Regions from separate parts of the Mus musculus genome. Here region 2 is linked to region 1. The links are chromatin contacts, called in public HiCAR-type maps. All regions are on one chromosome and are shown on one strand. Each heading gives the region's core, a stretch centred on a gene start, on an enhancer-like site or on the middle of the called end of the contact. The rest is flanking DNA. Distances are from core to core; before and after follow the strand shown.

Region 1 (4,677 bases), core at 1,910-4,409:
AGCCTCAGTGGAACAAGTCCCTTTAACGCCCTGCCACTGGGGGGCCTGAAAAGCCCCTGCTGTCTGTGGCCAGCGGTTAATCCCATTTGCAGCTTTGAAAAGGAGTCCATTTTGTTGTTATTGCCTATGGTTTCCTGATTTATTCTTGAGAAAGGATCTTACCCAGGCTGACCATGAATTTGAATTCCTTCTGCCTCAGTCTCTCAGGTGTTGGGTTATAGGTGTGTGCTGCCACACCTGGCTATTGTATATAGTTTGTTTTCTTGAGACAAGGTTTCATGCAGTCCAGGGTGGCCTTGAACTCCAGATCCTCCTGAACTACCTCCTATGTTCTATAATTTATTTCCCCACTGGATCTTAATAAAGGGTTGTTTTTGCAAAAGCCTTCCTGTCTAAATCACGAGAAAATGGAGTTTGAGCCTTGATGGCTGGCATCTCGGTAGCCTCAGAAACACAAGGGCAGAACTGTGGCTCTCTCTCTGTCTTCTCCATTCACATTCTGGAAGGCAGTCTCTCTCTTCCTAATAAGGGAAGAGTGCTTGGCTTTTGCACCGTGTGTGTGTGTGTAGCAGGGAGTGGAAAAAGCACAGAGGAACACCCAGTACGAGGGGACTCTTTTTACTAAACCTTCAGTGGTTGTTCCCCATTTACTGCTGGACCCTTTGTCACCGTCTTGTGCCACCTTCTCCTCAGCCCCTGCTCCACCTCCCAGGAAGGAGCTAGGTTCCGTGTTTCTGGGCTCCAGGTTATGGGCTCTTCCCAGGCCTGACTGTTTCCAGCTTCTTGGTCTTCTTTCCCCAGGTCCTCAGTAAAGGGTATGCTGGCCTCTGTGAAGGAGAGACCAACTTGCTCTAGTTTCACAGCCATGGCTCTCCAGCCATAGAAACCTCCCAACCTTTTACCTGGTTCTGGAACTTCCACTCCTGTGCCAGGCTGGCAGTCTTGTAGAAGGTGGTGGATGGTCTTTAGTTTTGTGTCTAGAAGTTCCCTCTGGGTTCCAACCAAAGTCGTCACCCTGTAGAAATACCCACTCAGGGGGCTGCCCAGTCTGTCTCCTTGGCTCCCACCTCACCCACCCCACAAATTCTCACTGTTCAAAAAGGGGATCCAGCTGTGTCATCAGGTGGTTCAGGTGCTGCTCCGTCTGGGCCAGCTGTTGTGTCAGCTGCACCAGCTGTTGCTCTGGGAGTGAGGGAAAGGGCATGGTTACTCCTGCAGTCCCCTGATCTACTCCATCGCCAGAAACCACCACTAAATGCTCAACCCACCTGACTGCGAGGATTTCTTCTTGTTTTTTTCCTCTCTGAGAACAGCAGCCTCATCTGGGCCCTGTTGTGGAAGCAGATAAAGACAAGGCTGCAGCAAAGGCCCCAGCACCTCAGAGCCAGTGAAGAGAGGAGCCATAGAGAAAGCTCTGGGCATCCACCTCAGAGAATCCCAGTTGTCTCTAGTCCAGCTGCTTACCCAGAACATGAAGTGAAACGTCAGGATGCCCACACATGGCCAGACTGCTAAAGCACTCCTGGGAATGTGAAACTCTCCAGTAGGGACGGGAAGATTGCTCTTACCCCAGCCTTCTTATTTAGCATCCCTATACCTCGCTGCCTTTGAGGTAGAGTCTTGCTAAATTGTCCAGATGGGCCTTGCACTTACAATCCTCCCTCATAGTAGTTGGAATAATAGGACTGTGTCACCAGTTCCTGTACCCTCAGTCTTTGCTGGTGAAAAAAAAAATCTCCAATCTGTTCAATTCACATTATCCCATTACAGATTAAAAATCTAAAACAAAACAAAACAAAAAACCCAACAACAAAAAGTCTATATAGTGCTCTTTGCTCTAAAAGGCAGTGCCCTATGGTTTATTTTTAGGATACAATTCTCCCAGTGCTCTGATAGGTAGATAAAGCACAAGCCTCCTTCAGAACCTTTAATTGGAAAGTGGGTTATCATAACACCGTGAAACTGTCAGCCGCCATGCCTACCTCTCTTCCACGGGTCCCGCTCCTCTTCTCAACTGCTTATGTATTCTTCTCCATGCATAAGACAGAAATACTGGTCTCGAACTCACAAGAGCTGTTCCTGCCTCTGTCTCCCCTGAATGCTGGGATTAAAGGCGTCTAACACTACGCCTGGGTAGAATTTATTAATCTATCTTTAAACTCCAATCTTCATCCTAGCCTGTCAAGTCTGCCTGGCTCTTTAATCTCATCTAGTTTTATGTTACTAATTAGTTCAGCCTCTATTCCCCTGTGCAAGTAATTGACCAGAGTTGAAGATAAAGCACTGGGTGGTAGGTTCCACTTTCCATGTCAACAGTTTCAAAGTAATCAGAATGTACAGTCAGTTCACATTTCAGGGTTTCCTTCCTAAGGAGAGCACGAAACGGCTTGGTGTCTGGTCCACTAGACACTCTGTTGCTGCCGCGATTAACTCCTTGGGCCAAGGTTGGAGCCTCAGCAGCAACTTCTTTTTTTGCATACTGACACTAGTTGGGTTAAAACCCCACTTACATCAGACACTAAGTGGATGAGCTCCAGATTGAAAATCGATCGTCACTGGAGAGAGGAGTAAAAGTAACGGTTTCTACAATTTCTCAGCCCCCTACATCCATTATCTCTCTGGATCCTCGAATGCCCCAATAATGTGGAAAAACCAAGGAACGAGCCTTCATTTTACAGGTAGCCGGGAAGCGGTTGTTCTTGGTACTGTAGCGGCCCCAGGAGATTAAGGCCCAGGGCTCCCACAACCCACCGCCATACCGCACCTGCAAACACTTGAACAGCACAAAAGCCACGACGGCCGCGGTGTACAGAGCGCCCAAAGACAGCGATCCGGCCCGGGCTCGCTCGCGCTGATCCTTGGGTGGCGGCTGCCGCCGAGGTTCGGTGGTTCCCGGACTGACCTGGGAGCCCCGTTCTGTGGATTAAAGCCATCGGTCAGTTTCTACTAGGCAGTCCCAGCCTCCCTCCAGCAGCTCTCGCAGGTACCTGGGTGTGCCCCCAGATCGGCGCTGGGGCGCTCCCCAAGGACTCCAAAAGGCGCAGACACAAGCAGCAGCCCCAGAATACTCAACACGGGGCCAGCGCCCTCCATGCCTGGCCCACCAGAATCGCACGCCGGGTACCCCGCGTTCCAGCGCTGGGCCTCCGGCCGTAGTGCGCACGCGCAGGAGACCACGCCTACATCGGGGGGGCTGAGTCCCTTAAGGCGGCCACGCCCATCTCAGGATGGGTTTAAGCAATATTTGCATAAACCACGCCCACCTAGCGTTCCTACATTAATTAATGACCTATCTATTTATAGCTTTCTTAAACAATTATGTCTCCAGAATCTTTCAGGATAAAGTATCATGCCTAAAACAATGGCTCATTGTTTTTCTACCTAGAGAGACCAATTTTCTCACCATAACCAAAAAATTAAGCCTGTTGTAGAGTCATAAATTAGTCGCGCCTAGAAGCTAAGGCAGCTCGCTCTGAAGGCCTGTTTCCTAGGCTACATACGAGGGACATGTTCCTTATCCTTTCGCCTAGGGGAAAGTCCCCGGACCACGGGCAGAGAGTGCCGCGTGCACACGCGCGTAGACTTCCCCCGCAAGTCACTGTTAGCCCGCCAAGAAGCGACCCCTCCGGGGCGAGCTGAGCGGCGTGCAGCGGGGCGTCATCCGTCAGCTCACATAGTGACGCAGGCAGTGCGACCTGGCTCGCACCAACCACACGGGGCTCATTCTCAGCGCGGCTACACTTTTATTTATTTATTTTTGTTTGTTTGTATTTTGGTTTTTTGACAGGGTTTCTCTGTGTAGCCCTGGCTGTCCTGGCACTCACTTTGTAGACCAGGCTGGCCTCGAACTCAGAAATCCTCCTGCCTCTGCCTCCCGAGTGCTGGGATTAAAGGCGTGCGCCACCACGCCCGGCCACTTTTATTTCTATACAACCTTCAGAGCCAGATGTGAATGTACTAATTAGGAAATCAAGGTCACCCTTTCCTAAGAAAAGAAGAAAGAAAACGGAGACAAATCTGAATTCCTAATTTATTCTTTAATAGCTGTAATTCTTTTTTTAGACTGCTAGTCCAAAGAGAGCAAGACTGTGGGTTTTGCTTTTTTGTTTTTTTCCATTTTACTGTCCGAGCCTAGTCACTTGTTGCTAGGGGAACTTGAGGAAGTGAATGAAATTAATGAATGAATGTTCACAGCGACTCAAAAGGCAAATATACAACTAGGTCCTTCTGGGTCTCATGTAACCTGGGCTGGCTTCATTCTCATGTAGCTGGAGCTGGCCTAGAACTCCTAACCCTCCTGCTTCCATTTCTCAAATGCTGGGATTATGTAGTAGCAAGCACATAAGATTCACAGAGCTGCCAGATGTGGCACCACACTCCTTTAATCCCAGCAGTGGGGAGACAAAAGCAGACAGATCTCTATGAGTTCAAGGCCTGGTCTACATAGTGAGACCCTCTCTCAAAACCGAACAAAAGGAATGAAGACTGAAGTGTGGACACTATGCCCCTCCTTAGATTTGGGAACAAAACACCCATGGAAGGAGTTACAGAGACAAAGTTTGGAGCTGAGATGAAAGGATGGACCATGTAGAGACTGCCATATCCAGGGATCCACCCCATAATCAGCATCCAAACGCTGACACCATTGCATACACTAGCAAGATTTTATTGAAAGGA
Region 2 (4,462 bases), core at 1,245-3,744, 2.9 Mb before region 1:
ACAGAAGTCAGAAGACAGCATCTATGGAGAGCTTTGTCTGTCCCTGTGGTTGCTGGGAATTGAACCCAGGTCCTTTGCAAGAGCAACACATGCTCTTAACCACTCAAGTTTGTCTTTATTGTTTTTCATTTTTGAAGACAGGGTCTTATATGTCCCAGGCTGGCTTGAAACTCACCTGGTGAGCACTTATCCACACCTGGCTTTATGCAGTGCTAGGTTGTATCCACACCTGGCTTTATGCAGTGCAAGGTTTGAACCAAGGACTTTGTATGTACTAGACAATCAGTCTTCCAACTGAGTTACACCCCTAGCCTTTTGTTTTAAAGTGTTTATGTGCTCTCAAGTACTGGTGTGTGGCTTCATAGCTGCCCATGTATGTACAAGCCTATGAAACCACAGGGTGATGTCTGTCTTACTCAATTGCTCTCCAGCTTATATAGTCAGATAGGGGCTCTCACCTGAACCCAGAGCCCACTACTTGGGGTAGTCTAACTAGCCAGCTTGTTCCAGGGCTTACCTGTTCTTCCCTCCTGCAGGTCGCTACACCCACTCAGCATTTACATGGTGGCTGAGCACCCAAAGTCTAGTCCCTTACTTGCATGGCAAGTGCCTTCCTTACCCACTGAACCATCTCCACCATTCATTTTCTTTTACCATTCCCTATAAATTCATTATTTTCTTACTATTCATATCTAGACTCCAGAGCGAATCAAATTATTCCTTTTTTCTTGTTGGTTTAGAGCTTTGAGGTAATGAATTAGAACCTCTAAGAATCTCCACTTTGTGCTGCCCTCTTCTTGTGGCAGGAAGGGTTCTGGGTATACCTGAGCTACACCTAAAGACTTTAAAAAAAAAAAAATTGTGTGTTCGTAGCTCTGGCTTACCTCCAACTCGGAGATCTGCCTGCCTCTGTCTCCCCAGTGCTGGGATTATAACATGAGCCATCAGGCCCAGCTTTTAAATGTGTGTGTAGGTGCCTGTGGAGGTCAGAAGAGGCATCAGATCCCCTGGAAGTGGAGTTACCATAAGTTGCGAGCTACTACGTGGGTACTGAGAATCAAACCTGAATCCTCTGGAAACTTGGCTGGTGCTTTGAACTGCTGAGCCATCGCTCCAGCTCCTTTTGCTCCGCTATTTTTAATGACAGATTCCTAGGTCTAGTATCTCCAAGTCTACTTGGTTTTGAGTCTCAGTGGTTGGCAGAGTTGGGAATTAGACGCAGTGAGTGGCAGATCTTGATGGAGGGCAAGCCCCTTTCACTTTTGACTGTCTTATTAACAGCGCCGACTAGTGGCAACTGCAGCTTAGCCCATTTTTACAGCGTGTACGTGTTGCCCAAAGGCACACAAACTTGTTTCTCCAGCTAGACAACAACTCTATCTTCTACAAGAAAAAGGGGGGTAAAAAACTTTTGGAAATTTCATGGACAAAACTGACAGAGGGCACAGTATCAGTTTTAACTTAAGAATTCACAACTTTCTCTCAAAAACCTGTCTCCTAATACTGATTATTTCCTACTAGGGACTTGTTTAGTCAGTGACAACAAACACTTGGAAACAGCTTTTCACGGTTAAGCCTTTAATCCGTGGATTCGCATTTTTTAATATTTTATATTACAGGTAATGTCAGGTGGATTCCCCCCTCTCTTCGAAACCAACAAGATTTTGAAATCCCCAAACATAATCATGTATGCAAAGAGTTTGGGTTAAAGAATCTTTTTTTGGGGGGGAGGGGCGGTTAAAGAATCTTACAAGTGGCTAAAGAGCAGGCAATTGGAGCAGGGAGAGAAAATACGGTTTTTGCTGGCTCTTCATCCTTATTTCGGTTCCAGTGGTTTGGAGCACAAACGTTCTCACTTAATAACTTCTAGCCTAGCTTGCTTGTAACACCTACCATTCTTGATTTTCTTGCCCTTTTCCGACAAATAGTTATTACTTAAAAAGTGGAGGGGAGTGATAAATATAACACGTATGCCCACGTCCAAGGGAAATTTTAAACATTTAACGTCCAGCTCTTGGGCCGCTAGTTGGCTCAGCGAGTAAAGGAACCGGCTAACACGACCTGACTTTGATCCTGGGAGCTACGCGGCCATGAGGAGTATCGGCTCCGGCATTTTGTCATTTGACTTTGACATGCTCCCGCGCACACAATAAATGGAAAAAAAAAAGTCCCAAACTCCAGTTCTTTTGCTATGTGATCATAGATGGACATTCACATCCTTTCCCTTTAAACTCAAGGTTATTTTTGGTCACCGAGGCCGCTTATAATTCAAGGGTATCTTTGCGTGTACATCTTTATCCACATGTCCCACCTTCGGAGGGTATGGTGCAGGCTGTCGCGAGGCCGCCATCGCCGCGTGGTGGGTGAATGATGGGCCTCACGGCGTCCGGGAACCCACCCTCCACGCGGCAGCTCGGCCGCCATTGAGCGCGTTCTCCAAGACCCGGCACCTAGCGACAACTGCGCAGGCGCCAAAGCCTAACGCGCGGAAGCGGAAATCAGCGTTGGGCGCGCGGACGACTCAGCGGCCTGTAACCATGCGCGGCTTGGAGAAGCAGGGCTCGTGTGCTACGGCGGCCCCATGTGGGTGCGTTCAGCCGGCCCTGGAGGCAGGTAACGTTATGGAAAAAGGTGGCGCCGCACCCTAAGCTAGGCGGCCCGCTTCCCTGGCCAGAAGAACGCGAGCCACCTGACGTACATTCTTGTCCTTGCCGCCAAAGTAAGGGTCACGTGTCTCGACGACCACGTGACATGCTAAGGCTAACGGGAGTGACGTATTAGGATCTTGGTACACGGGGTGTGGTCTGGGCTTAGTTTCAGTACAGTAGCTGCGTCGGCCACGTGTGTAGTGTGGTCTTTTTCCGTAGGGGGTTACAGGAAGGTGGGATGTGTGTGACTGATGCCCTCATTTGGTCCAAGTTTCTTCGCCTTTAATCTTTTCCCACCAGTACATGGATGAGGATTTAAAAACAAAACCCCCAAACAAACAAAAACTATACAGTAGTAATTGTAAATATTCTTGGAGAAAACGTCAAAGTTGTCAGAAGCGCACACAATATAGATGGAGAGAGAAAGGCAGTTTATATAGATAATTTACAGGGTGGTGTCAGCTTTTATAGAATTCAAAATGTATTGTTTAGGCTCGAAAGTACATATGATAAGATCTCTTTCTGAAAGGAAGTAAACGATGATAAAGATCAGATTGCAGCTCCTGGAAGCAGTCGACAGAGATGCAAGAAGTGGCACTGAGGTCTTTGGAGTGGCTGGCAGGTGTATTATGCTTTAACTTACATACATACTATATGTGTATGTATGTATATATATATATATATATATATATATATATATATATATATATATATTCTTTTCCCCCCTCTGTATAAGAGTATTTTTGTCTCCACACTCCTACCCTGGAGACAGGATTTTTCTGTGAAGCCCCGGCTGGCCTGTGCTCACTCTGTAGACCAGGCTGTCCTCTTGTTGGTTTAGAGCTTTGAGGTAATGAATTAGAACCTCTAAGAATCTCCACTTTGTGCTGCCCTCTTCTTGTGGCAGGAAGGGTTCTGGGTATACCTGAGCTACACCTAAAGACTTTAAAAAAAAAAAAATTGTGTGTTCGTAGCTCTGGCTTACCTCCAACTCAGGGATCTGCCTGCCTCTGTCTCCCAAGGATTTAAAATAGGTCTAATACATCACAACAGTAAAAAGAGTTTGTATAAGCAAAAAGCAAGGAAACATATTGTGAGAGTTAGTGCTAGATCTTACTGGTTGTGCTAATAAGATATAATAGGATAGATAGGTTTGATGCAAATTAAATAAAATGGAGATCTGGAGTGTCCCTATAAAGAACATAAAAAGAAATAATTATAAATTATAGTTTATACTGCATAATATACAATCAACACATGTATTAATATAATTTATGAATTTTTATGACTATAAGTAAAAATTGAGGTGGGTATGCTGGTGCACAGTTGTGATCCCAGCAGTTAGGGGATGGGGCTAATGCTGGAGGTGTATACGTTTGAGGCTGGCATGAGTTACATAGCAGGACTTTATTTAAACATGATTTTAATAGTTGTGTTGTACCTAGATTTTAGAACTATGAAGTCAATACTGAGAGGAAAACATGTTTTCTTACCTCTTGGACCCTTTGAGTAATGATTCTCATCCAGTTTTCTTCCATAGGGAATCTTTTAACTGAGCCAATAGGGTACTTGGAATCATGTTTCCCAGCCAAGATTGGCACTCCAAGGCAGCCATCCATCTGTAGCCACTCCAGAGCCTGTTTGAAGATCAGAAAGAACATCTTTAATAACCCTGAGCATTCCTTGATGGGCCTAGAAGAGTTTTCTCATGTTTGGTAAGTCGTTTTCTGGTTAGAAGTGGCAGCTCGGGCCCTGAGAGAGTGTGACAAATGAAGGCAGCTTTGAGGTTTGTCAGCTATACCACCCTCGTCTAT

What was found. HiCAR-type assays count read pairs that join an accessible place to other places.
Region 2: a contact with region 1 is called in a HiCAR-type map of astrocytes, with 3 times the contacts expected there. The contact joins the promoter of Trmo here to the promoter of Ccdc107 in region 1. A contact is called at or near these places in 2 of 115 datasets of contacts at active chromatin or transcription factors (astrocytes and extraembryonic endoderm stem cells).

The regions. Positions count from the first base shown.
Region 1 is chr4:43,491,847-43,496,523 of GRCm38.p6, reverse strand. Ccdc107 (coiled-coil domain containing 107) reads right to left here and starts at 3,159. Exons shown (of 6, transcript NM_001037913.2): 1 at 2,988-3,159; 2 at 2,765-2,916; 3 at 1,269-1,329; 4 at 1,092-1,182; 5 at 903-1,015; 6 at 603-827. The coding sequence starts at 3,093. The coding sequence ends at 622. Arhgef39 (Rho guanine nucleotide exchange factor (GEF) 39) reads left to right here. Exons shown (of 12, transcript NM_001013377.3): 12 at 1-382. It also overlaps Rmrp.
Region 2 is chr4:46,387,469-46,391,930 of GRCm38.p6, reverse strand. It overlaps Trmo (tRNA methyltransferase O), which reads left to right and starts at 2,494. Exons shown (of 5, transcript NM_001347095.1): 1 at 2,494-2,613; 2 at 4,189-4,363. The coding sequence starts at 2,538.